Linked DNA regions of Sus scrofa: regions 2, 3, 4 and 5 are each linked to region 1. The links are chromatin contacts, called in public Hi-C and HiChIP or PLAC-seq maps. All regions are on one chromosome and are shown on one strand. Each heading gives the region's core, a stretch centred on a gene start, on an enhancer-like site or on the middle of the called end of the contact. The rest is flanking DNA. Distances are from core to core; before and after follow the strand shown. Region 1 overlaps TTLL11 (tubulin polyglutamylase TTLL11). Region 2 has its middle 59 kb from the start of GGTA1P. Region 3 overlaps DAB2IP (disabled homolog 2-interacting protein). Region 4 has its middle 9.0 kb from the start of DAB2IP. Region 5 overlaps LOC110256217 (a long non-coding RNA gene).

Region 1 (2,700 bases), core at 55-2,554:
CCAGCTCAGCCATCAGTAGTTGGCTTAGGGCATTAGAAAGCGGACACTTAGAGGCAGGACCAGAGAGAACCGGTCCCAGCTGGAGCCTTTGGAAGCTTAGGGTGAAGGGCTAGTTGCAACGTGGAGGCCACCGGGGGTCAACCCGGGGGATTGTGTGGTCACATCTGTTCGACAGTGACAGCTATTCCAGGAGTATCATGTGGGCCCGCGTGCACGGCCAAACCACAGAGGCCTGGCATGGCGCGGGTGCAGGGTGGAAGGCTGGGGCGGTGGCTTTGCAGCTTGTCTCACTGTGGACGGGTGGCTTGGGGTGCCCATGGGGGTGGAAACCAGGGGCCCACGCTGTGGGGGCTAGAAGGCCAATGGGGCGGGAGCCACTGGTTTGGACAGATCACATCCGGCAAAGGGAACCACAGCCCTGTGACCGTTTCCTACCGCTTGACCACACTAAGTGCTGCCAGGCCTGGGGTCAGGAGAGGAGCAGGGGCCAGAACTGACCCCACCCCACTCCTGGGAGAAGCCTGTCCTCTTCCCAGCCGGGTGACCTTGGGCATGTTTCCTCACCACCCTGAGCCTGTTTCTTTCTCTCTGAATCACCTCTACTCTCTTCCCTACCTGCCTTCTTTGGAGTAAAGTGATGAGGGTGAAAAGGTATAAAGCCTTAGATGACTGAAATCCATTTTACCGTGCATCTCAGAGTCAAAGAGATTGAAGTCCTTGGAGTTCTCTCCTGCTTTCTCTATTCTTAGCACTTGTGAAAACACTTGTTTGTTTGGATCTCAAACACGTGAACTTGGAACCCGAAGATTGAGGGACAGCATGTGCTTCTGCCATCGACTCGCTGTGTGATCTTGTCTTAGTCTTGTCTGTGCCTCGGTCTCCTCGCCTACCCCACAGGTTTGTGAACTAATTCACATGAGACAAAGATGAGGAAGGGCTTTGCACACGCTACTGTTGTACACATATGTAACAGATTAATTCCTTGTCACGGACGCCCCTTTTGCTTGTAGCCTGGGCCTGGCCCAGACGGCAGCCTTCCAGGACATAAACTCTAGCCAACAAAATTACATTTATCTTAAAACATGTGACTGTGACCCCTTTCCAATCACAGCCACAATAACTACTTGGGAAATTGTGATGGCCCGGAGCAGGGGCTGGCGCGGCTCGTCTGTGGGCAAGTTTCCTGTAATCTGTTGCCTAGGAACGTGGCTGCCCTGTCATTCCGGCCTGTCCCCCTGTCATTGCCCAGGCAGCCCCCAGCAACATATCCCCCGTCCGTCTTCTTGAGGGCAGTTCTGTGACCCTGGCTTAAACAGCCAGGTCCATCTGGTGTTGATGATTCATGTGGCAGAAATGCACACGCAGAGCAACGGTTTCCAGATCAACCTTCGTGAACATTCTACCCCAATTTCATTGCTCGGTTTCTCTCGTCCTCTAGCTCTGAGTCTACTTCTCTCCTTGACCATGATCCTTTCCCTCCGGTGTCTGGAGGAGGCACCTCCTCGAAATGCTTCTCCTCTTCCTTCTTTGCTCTTTTGACCTCCCCCTCCCCGTCAGCCCCAGACATTCCCCAGGAAAAAGGTGACGGAGCAGTGAGTGCTTATGCACCAGCCTGGGTTTTGTTCCTGGATGTCCTGGGTTTGCACTAACCCTGGTTCCTCCTTCCAGCAACTCCAGCTGGGGAGCTTGGCAAGTTAGCCTTTTCCTGCCTCAGTTTCCTTTTCTGAAGAGAGAGATAATATTTGTACCTGCCTCCCAGAGTCATTCACAGATGGAGTGAGAAAAGCCGCGTGGAACATCTGGCCCAGGACCCAGCACGTAGCAGTCTCTCAATAAAAGGTCATTATTATGACATTATGTGTTATCTGTGACAACAGTCCTTCTCTGACTTCCCGTCGTGACTCAGCGGAAGCAAATCTGACTAGTAGTATCCATGAGGACGCAGGTTTGATCCCTGGCCTCCCTCAGTGGGTTAAGGATCTGGCATTGCTGTGAGCTGTGGTGTAGGTCACAGATAAGGCTCGGATCTGGCACTGCTGTGGCTGTGGCCTAGGCCAGAGGCTATGGCTCTGATTCAACTCCTAGCCTGGGAACCTCCATAAGCTGAGGGTGTGGCCCTAAAAAGACAAACAAATCTTTCTCAAATGGGTCTATGAAGCAGTGTCTTGAACTAATGGGAAAACCATGAACTAGTAACATTTACAATGTCATGGAACACCGGTGTTCCAAGGAGCACAGTTGGAGAGACAAGTCCTGGCACTGGATGCCTCCCAGCCTCGCCCCAGCCTTGCTTCTGCATCCTTCCTGAGCCCCGAGGGCCTGCCAAACAGAGCTGATTTCCTGCCTCTTGTACGTAAGTTGTGTTTCCCCAATTCTGCCCTCTGCTCTGTCTTGGCTTGCCAGGCTCTCTCCTCATCTCACTCTTGTTTGCAGTTCAATGCCTTCTGACAAGGTGCTGCTCAAATCCTACCTTCTCTGTAAAGCCTTCCTTGACCACTTCTGACATCTAAGCTTTTTTCCTTCTAGATGTGTTTGCTGGTCACCCACTGGGACAAGCCTTGAGCTAGCTGTGGAGCCTGTGGTTATGGATAAGAGGCAGCCCTACCCCTAAGAGGTGTAAAGTGTAGTGGGGAAGCCTGGCACGTGGGCATTACCCTTCCATGTAATGAATGCTGCCCAGGGGTGGGGGTGGGGGCAAGT
Region 2 (2,700 bases), core at 37-2,536, 450 kb after region 1:
GTTGCAGACGCTGCTCAGATCCCGTATTGCTGTAGTGTAGGCCAGCAGCTACAGCTCCAATTGGACCCCTAGCCTGGGAAATTCCATGTGCCACAGGTGTGGCCCTAAAAAGAAAAAAAAAAAAAAAAAAAAAAAAAAAGGGCTGAATCACTTTGCCATACACCTGAAACTAATAAAATTTTGTCAATTAACTATACTACAATTTTTTTAAGTGATTAAAAAAATAAACAAAAAGGGAAGGGCCCTCGATGCGCATTCAGGAACATTGGTTCACACACAAGAATTCATAAAGCACCTATGAGGTGCCACCCTGGCCCTGAGAAAGCAATGATGATCCAGGCAGACAACCTCTGCCCTCCAGAGACCCACCATCCAAAGGGAGAAGCAGGCAATCAGCGTGTCATTAGAGTCAAGTGTGGCATTAGGTCAGAGGGGCTTCTAAATGAGGCAACATTTACATAGGTCTGAAGGATGAGTCAGAGTTAGCCAAGTAAAAAGGGGGTTGGAAAAGTGTTTGAACAAATGGGAACAGCATGCTAAGGGCTCAGAGGTGAGAGAGAGCATGATTGGTAGGAGGGAAATGAAGGATTCAGTGTGATGGAGCTCTTGGGGTACCAGGTGGTGGTGGGTTGGGGGTGTGGTGGTGGTGAAGAACCTCAGGAGGCAGACTTAGGAATGTGGACCTTCTCCTGAGGGCAATGGGAAGCCATGGAGTGTCTTAAGCAGGTAGCGACTTGCTCAGATTTACATGTGGGAGACTTCAGAGATAGAGATGAGAAACACCCATTCACAACCCAGAGAGACCCAGGATTAATCAGTCACCCAAGGCGAGACCCCCCTCCACCCTCCTGCAGCTCCCTTGACAGGTGAGGTGGGTCAACATGGCTTGCACCCCTGCAGGGACTGAGAACTCACTACCTCTGGAGACAGGTCCATGATTTAGCAGGCTCCGTGAGAGCGCCACAGGCCTGCTCTGGGAATCCGGTCAGGGCACTGGGATACCTGAGGGCATTTAACTCAGCGCGAGGTGGGTCGGGCGGCAGCACGGCGGCGCGGATAATAGCCCGGCAGCTGGCGCTGAAAGGCTCCCGAGCCACCTACGGGGGAGACTGGCTCGTTGCGTGCGAGCGCTCCGGATGCCACCTGGTAAGGCTGTCGGCAGGATGCTGAAGAAATAAATCTGTTCCTGAAGATGCGCCGCCCCCCTCCCCACCGCGACAGCACCGCACTCCCTCCCACCACCACTCCTGCCTCTTCCGGGAGCGGCTGAACCTGCCCCGCAGCGCCACCGTGTGGGCGACGCGGGTCAGGACAGCAGGAGGTCGGTCAGCTTCTGGTACTAAGCGCTGGGTGAAGAGCCCACATTCTATAAGGCCTTTCAGGGCTGCAAGCCACACCAGGTCCTATTCTCATTACATTTAAAAAATGTATTTCTTCAGAATGGAAATATATTTGTGGATTATTATTTGTATTTATTTAAGTAATACATGATTACTGAAAAAAAAATGAACTCTGTAGACTTCATATAAAGCAGAAACTGAGTTTCCTCCCCACATTCAAACCCCCCCCAGCCCCAGACATCCACTGATTGCGTTTTGGCAAATAGACTTCTAGATTTTTCTCTATAGAGAAAACATATGTATATATTTCTATTTGTCTCACTTATTTTGTTTCCTTTTCTTTATTTTTAATATACATATACATGTATGCAAATGAGATCATATTACATGTGCCTGTTTTATTACTTGCTTTGGTTTATTTTATTTTTGGTCACATTTGTGGCACCTGGAAGTTCCCCATCCAGGAATCAAATCCAAGCCGCAGCTGTAAACTATGCCACAGCTTAACCCACTATGCCGCAGTGGGAATTCCCCACTTGCATTGTTTTTAAAATTTTTTTTGTTAACTATAGAGATAAAAGAATATTTATCTAACGTACGTACAGTATATGAATCAAATTGAAACAAACCCTGCGTGACCATCACCCAATTTAAGAATATTTGGAGTTTCCATCGTGGCGCAGCAGAAATGAATCTGACTAGGAAAAATGAAGTTGCAGGTTCGATCCCTGGCCTTGCTCAGTGGGTAGAGGATCCGTCATTGCAGTGAGCTGTGGTGTAGGTCACAGACACAGCTCAGATTCTGCATTGCTTCGGCTGTGGTGTAGACAGACCTGCAGCTGTAGCTCCGATTTGACCCCTAGCCTGGGAACCTCCATATGCCTCGGGAGCGGCCCAAGAAATGGCAAAAAGACAAAAAAAAAAAAAAAAAAAAAAAAAAAAGAAAGAAAGAAAAATTTCTCTCCTTTCTCATCCCACTCTGGATTGATTCGTGTGTGTGTGTGTGTGTGTGTGCGCGCACGCGCTTTTTAGGGCTACACACGAGGTGTGTGGACGTTCTTAGGCTAGGAGTCCAATTGGAGATGCAGCTGCCAGCCTACGCCACAGCCACAGCAACGCTGTGGGAATAAGACCACATCTGTGACCACAGCTCATGCAAACCCTGATACTTAACCCACTGAGCGGATTGAACCTGTGTCCTCATGGAAACTGGTTGGGTTCGTTACCACTGAACTCCTGATTTGGTATCTTTTATTAACCCATGTCATCTTTTCATTCACGTGTTAGTTTCTCATTCTTTTAGTGCTTGCTCTAGAGATTACAACACGTATCCTTGACTTATTAAAATCTAATATAAATT
Region 3 (2,700 bases), core at 31-2,530, 330 kb after region 1:
CAAGGATTTGTTTCATGCCTCCCTCCCCCACAGGAGTGTGGGGGTCCCTGGGGTCCCTGGTGTTAGACACCTAGCAGGTACTCCATAAATACTTCCTGAATGAGTGAACAAATATTTATTATACAAAAAAAAAAAAAAAAAAAAAACAGGAGAAAGGCAGAGAATGTTCTCTGGGAGGATTTTCAGGAATTCCACTTGGGCTCAATCTCGGTGGGCTTACCAGAGGAGGCAGCTTTTGAGGGCATAATGGAAATACTGAAGGTGAGGCAGCGTGTGGGCTTGCGAGATTATCTGGGGCAGGGCAGCCATATACAGGCATTCCAGGCAGAATTACACCTCAAGCAACGGTGTGGAAGTAGGAGAGCAGGAGTGTGGTTGCCTGGGAGGGCCCCGGGGTGCTCACAGGCCCCTCCAATGTCCAAGTTACACACCCGAGTCCAGGCTCATAGCACAGGCCATAAGACCCTCTCCCCAAGGCAGTGGACACCCAGGGCAAGAGGGCCCCTTAGGAACCCTGAGGGTCTAGAGGAGGGAGGAGGGGGCCGCAGTTGGGAAGCAGGTGGGGGTGTGAAGGTGGGAGGGGGAAATCAGGACATCAGAGAGACCCTCCTGATTTCTGCCCATGCCCAGGACTGAGTGGCATCAGTGAACAGAAATCAGACACTCATTCCTAAGGTCTCAAGCAGGGATGTGATAATCCAGGGCAGCCAGGCAGTGACTCACTGCCCCATAAATCCTCTGGCTGGCCAACACTTGCCTGAGCATAATAAGCCCACCCCAGAGGTCTGCATGGCCACACACATTTCATCAGCTCTTTTTTCTTTTTCTTTTCTTTTTTTTTTTTTTTTTTTTTTTGCAGGGGGGGGATTCTTTTTAGGGCAGCATCCAGGGCACATGGAAGTTCCCAGGCTAGGAAGGGATTGAACTGGAGCTGCAGCCGCCAGCCTACATCACAGCCACAGCAACCTGGCATCTGAGCCGTGTCTGTGACCTACACCACAGCTCATGGAAACACCGGATCCTTAACCCACTGAGTGAGGCCAGGAATCAAACCCATATCCTCATGGATACTAGTTGGGTTCGTTACCTCTGAGCCACGATGGGAACTCCTTCATCAGCTCTTTAAGCCCCCGTCAGCCCTGACCTAAGAGCAGGGAGTCCAGCTCCCAGGGCTGCCTGACTGCAAACCGACTTAATAGGGAGCTACGCCCCAGCAGCAGGCTCTCGACTTTCTCCCTCGGCCTCCCTCCAGGCCCTGTCTCTGTGCCAGGCCAGTCTTCCAGGGGTGACTCACTGCTTATTCCCCACCAGATCGTCCCTGTCCTGTGCTCCGTGCACTCTGTGTGAGTAAACGCTCTCAAAAGAAGCTGCCTGGCAGAAGGGCAAGAACACCACGCACAGATTCCAGAAATCTGAGTTCGAGGCCCAGCTCTGTCATTAACAATAATGAGGAGTTCCCATCGTGGCACAGCAGAAATGAACCCAACTAGGAACCATGAGGCTTCAGATTCAATCCCTGCCTCACTCAGTGGGTTAAGGATCCGGTGTTGCCGTGAGCTGTGGTGTAGGTCACAGAAGTGGCTCGGATCCTGCGTTGCTGTGGCTCTGGCATAGGCCAGCAGCTGTTGCTCTGATTTGACCCCTAGCCTGGGAACCTCCATAAGCCGTGGGTGCAGCCCTACAACACAAAAAATTAAAATTAAAATAAAAAAAGAAAACAAAAATGAGAGCTATTCCAATGCATTAAAAAGGGTAAGCCAGATGTATTTGTTAAGCTCTAAGCTTCAGCACTTTAGTAGTGCTTTACATGACTTATCTTGTTTAATTCTTATAATCCGATGTGCAGGTGAGAGATTGGAGGCTCAGAGATGTTAAGCTACTTGCACAAGGCCACACAGCCAGGAAGTGGCAGAGCTAGGGTCAACCCCGGTAGTCTGCACCAGAGCCAAACCCTTCCATGATTCCATCACCGCACTGTGAGACGCCGAGCGAGCACATAGCCTCTCTGGGACTCAGTTTCCCCATCTGCACAATGAGCGGATTGGGCTAGCTGATCTTTAAGCCCCTTTCCAGCTTGGGCATACCATCCTTCTCCTCCCTGGTGACCTGCTTGCAGGTGACAACAAGGAGACCCTCTGGAGACAGCTGGCCTGGAGGAAGGATGCTAATGGGGGGACTTCAGGCCCTGTGCTGGGCTGTAGGGAGCTTCTATTAGGCCAGCTTGGCCCGCCCTCCCAGGGCAGCAAGGCAGGGACGAGAAGCTATAGGGTTTCTCCCTAGACCAAGAGCCACCAGAAAGTACCAGGACCCCAGGGTGCTCCAGCCCCAGAAACCAGTGAACACTAGTGGGAGGGAGAGGCCAGAGGCGGGCAGCAGCCCCTAAATCCACCTGAATGAACAGTGCTTTTAAAAGCCCTTTTCACTACAGGATACAAAACGCACATTTGGGGAGAGGATTTTATAGGCTATTTCTCCTCCAGGGTGATTTACCATTGGCAGGCCAGGCTCTCCTGGGTGTCCTGCCCCTGCAGGATCATGGGAACCCATGGGGTGGAGTCAAGGTCAATTTCAAGGCAAGACTGTGGTGGTCCACGGGCTTGTCCTGACCTCCTTCTAGGCAGGTGGCCACTTGGCCTCAGAGATGCAGTGGGCTCTGTGGAGCCAGGAGGTGGATGCTCGCCCTTCCTCTCCTCTGCCCGC
Region 4 (2,700 bases), core at 97-2,596, 370 kb after region 1:
CTTTGCTGTGTGCCTTGGAGCAAGTCCCCTCCTGTTCATAGGCCCCGCTTCCCCTCCCGTAAAATGGAGTCACCTGGGCGGTCTTTCCGAAGGCTCGCAAACTGACGCTCAGAGCCTCTGCGCCCAGTCCAGAACATAAGCAGGAGCCACAGCAGGTGTTAGAGCCACAGCAGGTGTGCCAGAGCCAGGGTTTCTCTCACTTACTGGCTTTTCCTAGAGATCCCACCCAGCCCATAGCTGGCATCCTAAGGCTGTGTAAGTGAGAATTAAATGCAGCTTCTGCAACCTGTCACCCCTCGACTCCCCTTGAGAGCGAGAACAATGCCGGCCCTGCCCCCACCCTAGGAACAGCATTTTGTGCCAGCGGGGAGGAGGAAGGGCTGGGGCCCTAGAATGTCTGGCCTGCTCAAACAGGAAGTAGCTGAAAGTTTGGGGTCAAGGAAAATAAGTTCAAGGTCATTCTGGAAATCAGTGCCCCATTCCCCCTCATGGCTAGGACTTGCCCCTCTCCCCAGGTGGGGCTCTCTTGGTGATTAATGATTAATACAGACAGACAGATGGGGTGTAGAGAGGGGATGGTCCAGGACTACAGGCAAAGGCCGAAGAGGAAGTAAAATTCACCCAGCCTCTTGGGACATGAGGAGCTCACCACTGAACTGGCCCCCTGCAGTCAATGAGTCTGAAAATAAACATACTTCCCACCACTACACTTGCGGAAGATTTTAGGGATCTGGTGATCAGTCCACTCTCAACTCATGGCTCAGAGGGCTTGGGACGTCCCCGGGGTCACCCAGACACCCCCAGGTACTCCTTCAGTTCCCAGCAACAGATGAAGCTGTAACAGGCACAGTGAGGAGGAGCCAGCAGGAGAGCTGGGGCTGGAGTCTGGGCTTCAGCCCCACCCCCATGTGCCGCCTGGCCAAAAGGCCAGGACTGGGGGAAAGGGGGTAACCTCCGGCCGGCCTTTATTAAAAGGCCCAGAGGACACATGTGGAGGAGCCTTGAGTTGACACCCTGTTCCACTGAAAGCCTTGGGGAGGCAGCCTCGGTTTACAGAGGACACGACACAGCCCCTCTGATGCGGAGACCTTCTCTTCCCCTCTGCCCCAGGCAAGGTCGCTTCGGAATTTTTTGGGCTTGCTTTCTCTGACCTCGTGTTTCTGGTGCCCTCCTGGTGCGTGCTCTCTCTCTCACCCCCACCCCCACCCCCACCCCCTGATACAGCCTCCTGTCCCCTGCCTTTCCACTCAAGCCCTGCCATGGGCTCCTTCCAGGCCCTGCGGACCAGGCCTACAGAGCAACCTGGAGCCCTCAGGAGGCTCTGGCTGGTGCTGCCCTCTGCTGGGCTGCCGAGCCCTGGAAGAAATCCTTGGCCCTGGCCCAGCCCAGGACTTCAGGCCTCCCAGAACGTGGTATGGCCCAGGGTCCCAATCTGCTGAGTGATTAGACAAGCCTTCCCTACCCCCTCTGAGCCTCGTTCCCACCGGTGCAAAGAGGGTGGTGCAGAACCTCAGTTCTCAGACTTGAAGGCACTTCAGTCCCCGGGGAGCGGGTTAAAAGGCAGATGCTCAGGCCCACCCAGGAGAGTCTGATTTAGCTGGACTGGAAAGAGCTCAGCAATCCTCATTTTAACCAGCAGGGGGTGGGCTGACTCTGCCCACACTGGCCCACCTACTGCCCTTTCTCAGGCCACCCCTCACCCCTACCCCCTCCGGCTCTATACGGAGGCTTCTGGGACCCCAGCCCCTGACAGCATTACCAGCCGTGTACACACCGCAGCCTGCTGCCCTTCCCGGCCCCTGTGTGTGGCAGGCAGGCAGGGATTCCCAACCTCCCAGGACAGACAGGCAAACTGAGGATCAGAACAGAGGACACCCCGTCTGCCCACGGTCCCGGTCCCGCAGAGAAGTGCCCAGTTTCCACCTCCCTCTCCAGGCTCCCAGATGCGGTCTTGATTCCGGGCCTAGCAGGTCAGCTCAGGCCAGGCAGCAGCCCTGACTCCCCCGATCCCTGTGTCCTCTGACCTCACCAGGTCCTGGGCTGATTAAAATATCCCCTTACAGCCCCGATCCTCCTGGTGTCTGCTTACAGGTCAGAAGGGACGCGGTCCCATCAGAGGCAACACTGCCAGCTTGGAGCTCTGGCCATTCTAAGAAGCTGGATGCTGCCGGCCAAATGTGATTAGAGAACCTTTGCCCAAAGTGTTTGCAAAGACCCGCCTGGAGAAACCCAGGCCCAGAGAGGGGAGAGCCTTGCTCAAAGCCCCATGGGACACAGTTCTTAAGCCCATTACAGTAACTTACTCTCTGTGGGGCAATATTAATTCAGCAAGCCCTTATCTCAGTCCTAAGAGGTGGAACTGTTGCTCTCCCATTTTACAGGTACAGAAAGTTGCCAGGACTGGCTCATGCAGCATGGCTCCTGATGGTGACCCGATGCTGTCACTCTCTCCTCTTACCTGGCCCCCAGTAATTCACCTGCCAACCCCTTGCCGGATGCCAAGAAGACAGAGCTATTTGTAAAAAGTGGACCTGTAGCAATGGGGGGGTAGGCTTGGCTTCTAGTCCAGTGTGGGTGGTGGGCAGCGGTTGCTGCCCCAGCCCCTCCCCCACCTCACGTCTCAGCACTCCCCACACCTACCCTCCTCAGCTACACTGGTCCCCAGCACCCCCACCCACCCCAACACTTCTCTCCTTCATG
Region 5 (2,700 bases), core at 24-2,523, 430 kb after region 1:
GCTCCCACCAAAAGCCCCTCTCTTTAGGGGACACTCACTCCTCCCCCGGAGCCCTCTCCAGCTCTGCCTGGCCCATTTCCAGCCACAGGGACTGCCCTGCCCCCATCCCCAGGCCTCACCCCCTGGCCTTGTGCAGCCAGCTGCTCAGGCTTGGGAGCATCAGCGACTTAAGCCCCTCCCTGTCCGGCCTCATTGTTCTTTATTGACTCTTTTTCCTGATTTCGCCTCTTCCCAGAGTCCCATGGGGCAAGAAGTGGGGCTCCACCACTGGTCCACTGGCCCAGCTGGGGAGGTCAGAGGGACCGGCGAGGCCAGTCAGCAGGAAGGATTGTGGACTGGCGGCCAGGATACCCAGGGGAAGCCCAGAGTGGTGGGCAGAAGTCTGGGAGTCCTGGGTTTGAATCATGGGCACCCCACTAGGTGCCCTTCTAAGCCTTGGGCCCTTCTAAGTCTCAATTGTCTCATCTGAGCAGTGGGGCTGTTCCTGCCTCTGGGAGGAGCCAGTGACTCCACGGGGAACACTTAACACAAGGCCGGGCATGTAGTAAGAGCTCAGTAAGTGGGGTCCCCGCTCTGCCTCTCTGGCCCAATTCCCTCACCTGTGAAAGGACCTCGGGTTGAGGGTGTGGCTTCTCCTGTTCCTTCTGTCCCCTGAGGCCCAGCCAGCTGGTCCAGGCAGGGCCCTAGAGCAACATGGAAAGAATCTGGATTTAGCCTCCCTTCCCCCTCCCAGGTAGGCAAGGCTGCTGTCATTAGCTCGGTTTCACAGGCAGAGAAACTGAGGTTTGCTGTTGAGTTAGCCAAGTGGCAGGGCCAGGACGAGGTCACAGGCTCTTGTTCTTGAGAGGTACAGCAGGCTTGAACAGCATCCATCCTCCCTGATCCAGCCACACGGACACACAGCAAAGGGCCTGGGGGCCACTGGTTCAAAGCATGGGCTCTGGGGTGAGGCAAACCGACAGGATTCTCGGCTCTGCCATTCATTCACTGTGTGACTTTGGGTAAGTCACTCAGCCTCTCTGAACTTGTTTCCTCATCTCAAACAGGAGGATGAGAACAGCCGCCTCACCGGGTGGGGGAAAGGGGAAGCCAGATGATGCATGTAAAGCACGTGGCTGGCCACATAGCTGCTGTTTTATGGTTATTTTCCACTTGCAACCAGCGGAGGCAAACCGCTTATGACATCTTCAAATTCCCCCTCTCACGAGGGAAGGGCCAGGGCGTGGTGACATCAGGCCCGCTGACAACTTCCAGCCCAAAATAGCCCTCTCTTTAGACTGACCCTCCTGTTACAGCAGCTTCTGCACTCGCTGTCCCCAGGTGAGCTGACAAGCTCAGCGGTGCCTCCTGCCCCATCGAGTTCGGCCTCTGAACGGTTCCAACAAATGCTCCTAGGGAGACAGAATTTTAGGTGGCAGCTTTGGCACATGGCTGGCTCTCAGAAGGTGCAACCAAACCAAGCCCCTGGGCTCGGTAGCCACCTGGGTTAAATCACTGACCTCGCCGGAAGGTCTCGATGTCACTTACCTTCCTGGAGCCTCAGTTTCCTCATCTGGAAAATGGAGCCATGACAGCAGCCTACCAGGTTTGTTGTGAAGATTCAAGTAGGCAATGAACATGAAGGACCTTGCCCAGGGCCTGGCCTGCAGAAGGGACTCAATAAATACCACTAGTTGTTATACCTGCAGCACCTGGAAGTTTACAAAATCACCTCCATCTGCCTCCCTACAGGGCCCCCAGCTGGAGCCAATGTCCCTTGCTGCTTATCAAGAAACTGAAGGTTCTGAGCTGCCTGTGCCGCTCCCAGAATTTCCAAAGCAACCAGCCCCTTCCAGAGCTTTTATCCTGGCCCAGCTCCCTCGTCTACGAATCATGAACTCCCCCCAACAGGTGTCCAGCCTCCCATGGTTTCATCGCATCGTTCCTCCGAGACCCCAGCCGACCCCTGCAGGCAAGGCAGGGCTGAGTCTGCCCATTTATTGGACAAAGAAGCTGAGTCTGAGTGAGGAGTGGGGATGTGGTCCAGGCCGCTGGATGGCAGAGGGAGCCCGGATGAGGCTCAGGCCGCAGAGAGGGAAAAGGGTGCCAAGTGCTGAGTCGGATTTAGAATCTTAGATGGCCAGAGCTGGAACATTCGGGAGTGTGGAGTGCAGGGGCCTCAGCGGACAGCTAAGGAAATAGAAGCCCAGAGGGGAGAAGGTTGCCCGAGGGCTCAGGGCAAGTTAAGGGCAGGATCTGGCTGGTGCCACTCGCCATGCACTCATTCACTCATTCATTCATCCAGTGAATGTGTATTGAGTCTCTTCTCAGGGCCAGAGGCTGGCAGGACCTGGAGATGTGGCAGCAAATAAGACAGAGCCCCTGCCTTCTAGGATCTCACAGTCTTGAGTGGGAGTCAGGTCAGGGACGGGGGATCCTCTTGTCCCCTTCCTCACAATCGCAGGCACACAGGAAGGAGGTGCTTCTCCGGGCTGGACTTTCCAAGCAGCTCTGAAGGGCACAGTCAGATCTTGTCTGGCCTTCACCCCAATCTATACAGAGGAAAACTGAGGCCCCTTCAGGAAGAACTCTGCTAGGGTTAGGGCACAGTCTCCAAACTCCCTCCTCCTTGCCTTTCTGCCCCTGATGGCTGTCCCTGTGTTTGCCCCTCCCCCAGCTGTGGTCTGAGCCCTCACCGGCCTGGCTTGTAGGAACCCCCTC

The links. Hi-C and Micro-C count contacts between places; a contact is called where the count stands out from the background. HiChIP or PLAC-seq counts read pairs in DNA pulled down with a chosen protein or histone mark.
Region 2: a Hi-C map of retroperitoneal adipose tissue shows a contact between it and region 1, with 4 times the contacts expected there. The contact joins two enhancer-like sites. A contact is called at or near these places in 24 of 47 Hi-C or Micro-C datasets (alveolar macrophages, brain, embryonic fibroblasts and 14 more) and 2 of 2 datasets of contacts at active chromatin or transcription factors (alveolar macrophages and skeletal muscle).
Region 3: a Hi-C map of skeletal muscle shows a contact between it and region 1, with 4 times the contacts expected there. The contact joins two enhancer-like sites. A contact is called at or near these places in 1 of 5 promoter capture datasets (liver), 20 of 47 Hi-C or Micro-C datasets (alveolar macrophages, brain, embryonic fibroblasts and 10 more) and 1 of 2 datasets of contacts at active chromatin or transcription factors (skeletal muscle).
Region 4: a Hi-C map of skeletal muscle shows a contact between it and region 1, with 2.6 times the contacts expected there. The contact joins two enhancer-like sites. A contact is called at or near these places in 7 of 47 Hi-C or Micro-C datasets (embryonic fibroblasts, liver, psoas muscle and 2 more) and 1 of 2 datasets of contacts at active chromatin or transcription factors (skeletal muscle).
Region 5: an H3K27ac HiChIP or PLAC-seq map of skeletal muscle shows a contact between it and region 1. The contact joins two enhancer-like sites. A contact is called at or near these places in 9 of 47 Hi-C or Micro-C datasets (alveolar macrophages, embryonic fibroblasts, fetal heart ventricle and 6 more) and 2 of 2 datasets of contacts at active chromatin or transcription factors (alveolar macrophages and skeletal muscle).

What each region holds. Positions count from the first base shown.
Region 1 is chr1:262,092,950-262,095,649 of Sscrofa11.1, reverse strand. The region is part of intron 5 of TTLL11 (tubulin polyglutamylase TTLL11); the gene reads left to right. Among named protein-coding and RNA genes, the nearest start is that of TTLL11, 110 kb to the left of the region's middle. Within about 2 kb of position 1,304, at least 13 of the 83 cell types and tissues checked have an H3K27ac peak or open chromatin away from gene starts, as enhancers often do. A contact at or near this core is called in retroperitoneal adipose tissue and skeletal muscle, where this site is marked.
Region 2 is chr1:261,645,962-261,648,661 of Sscrofa11.1, reverse strand. No RefSeq gene overlaps it. Among named protein-coding and RNA genes, the nearest start is that of GGTA1P, 59 kb to the right of the region's middle. Within about 2 kb of position 1,286, at least 15 of the 83 cell types and tissues checked have an H3K27ac peak or open chromatin away from gene starts, as enhancers often do. A contact at or near this core is called in retroperitoneal adipose tissue, where this site is marked.
Region 3 is chr1:261,766,986-261,769,685 of Sscrofa11.1, reverse strand. All of the region lies in intron 2 of DAB2IP (disabled homolog 2-interacting protein), which reads right to left. Among named protein-coding and RNA genes, the nearest start is that of DAB2IP, 36 kb to the right of the region's middle. Within about 2 kb of position 1,280, at least 4 of the 83 cell types and tissues checked have an H3K27ac peak or open chromatin away from gene starts, as enhancers often do. A contact at or near this core is called in skeletal muscle, where this site is marked.
Region 4 is chr1:261,721,922-261,724,621 of Sscrofa11.1, reverse strand. No RefSeq gene overlaps it. Among named protein-coding and RNA genes, the nearest start is that of DAB2IP, 9.0 kb to the left of the region's middle. Within about 2 kb of position 1,346, at least 25 of the 83 cell types and tissues checked have an H3K27ac peak or open chromatin away from gene starts, as enhancers often do. A contact at or near this core is called in retroperitoneal adipose tissue and skeletal muscle, where this site is marked.
Region 5 is chr1:261,663,089-261,665,788 of Sscrofa11.1, reverse strand. LOC110256217 (a long non-coding RNA gene) reads right to left here. Exons shown (of 3, transcript XR_002337474.1): 2 at 1,528-2,700; 3 at 1-1,391. Among named protein-coding and RNA genes, the nearest start is that of DAB2IP, 68 kb to the left of the region's middle. Within about 2 kb of position 1,273, at least 15 of the 83 cell types and tissues checked have an H3K27ac peak or open chromatin away from gene starts, as enhancers often do. A contact at or near this core is called in skeletal muscle, where this site is marked.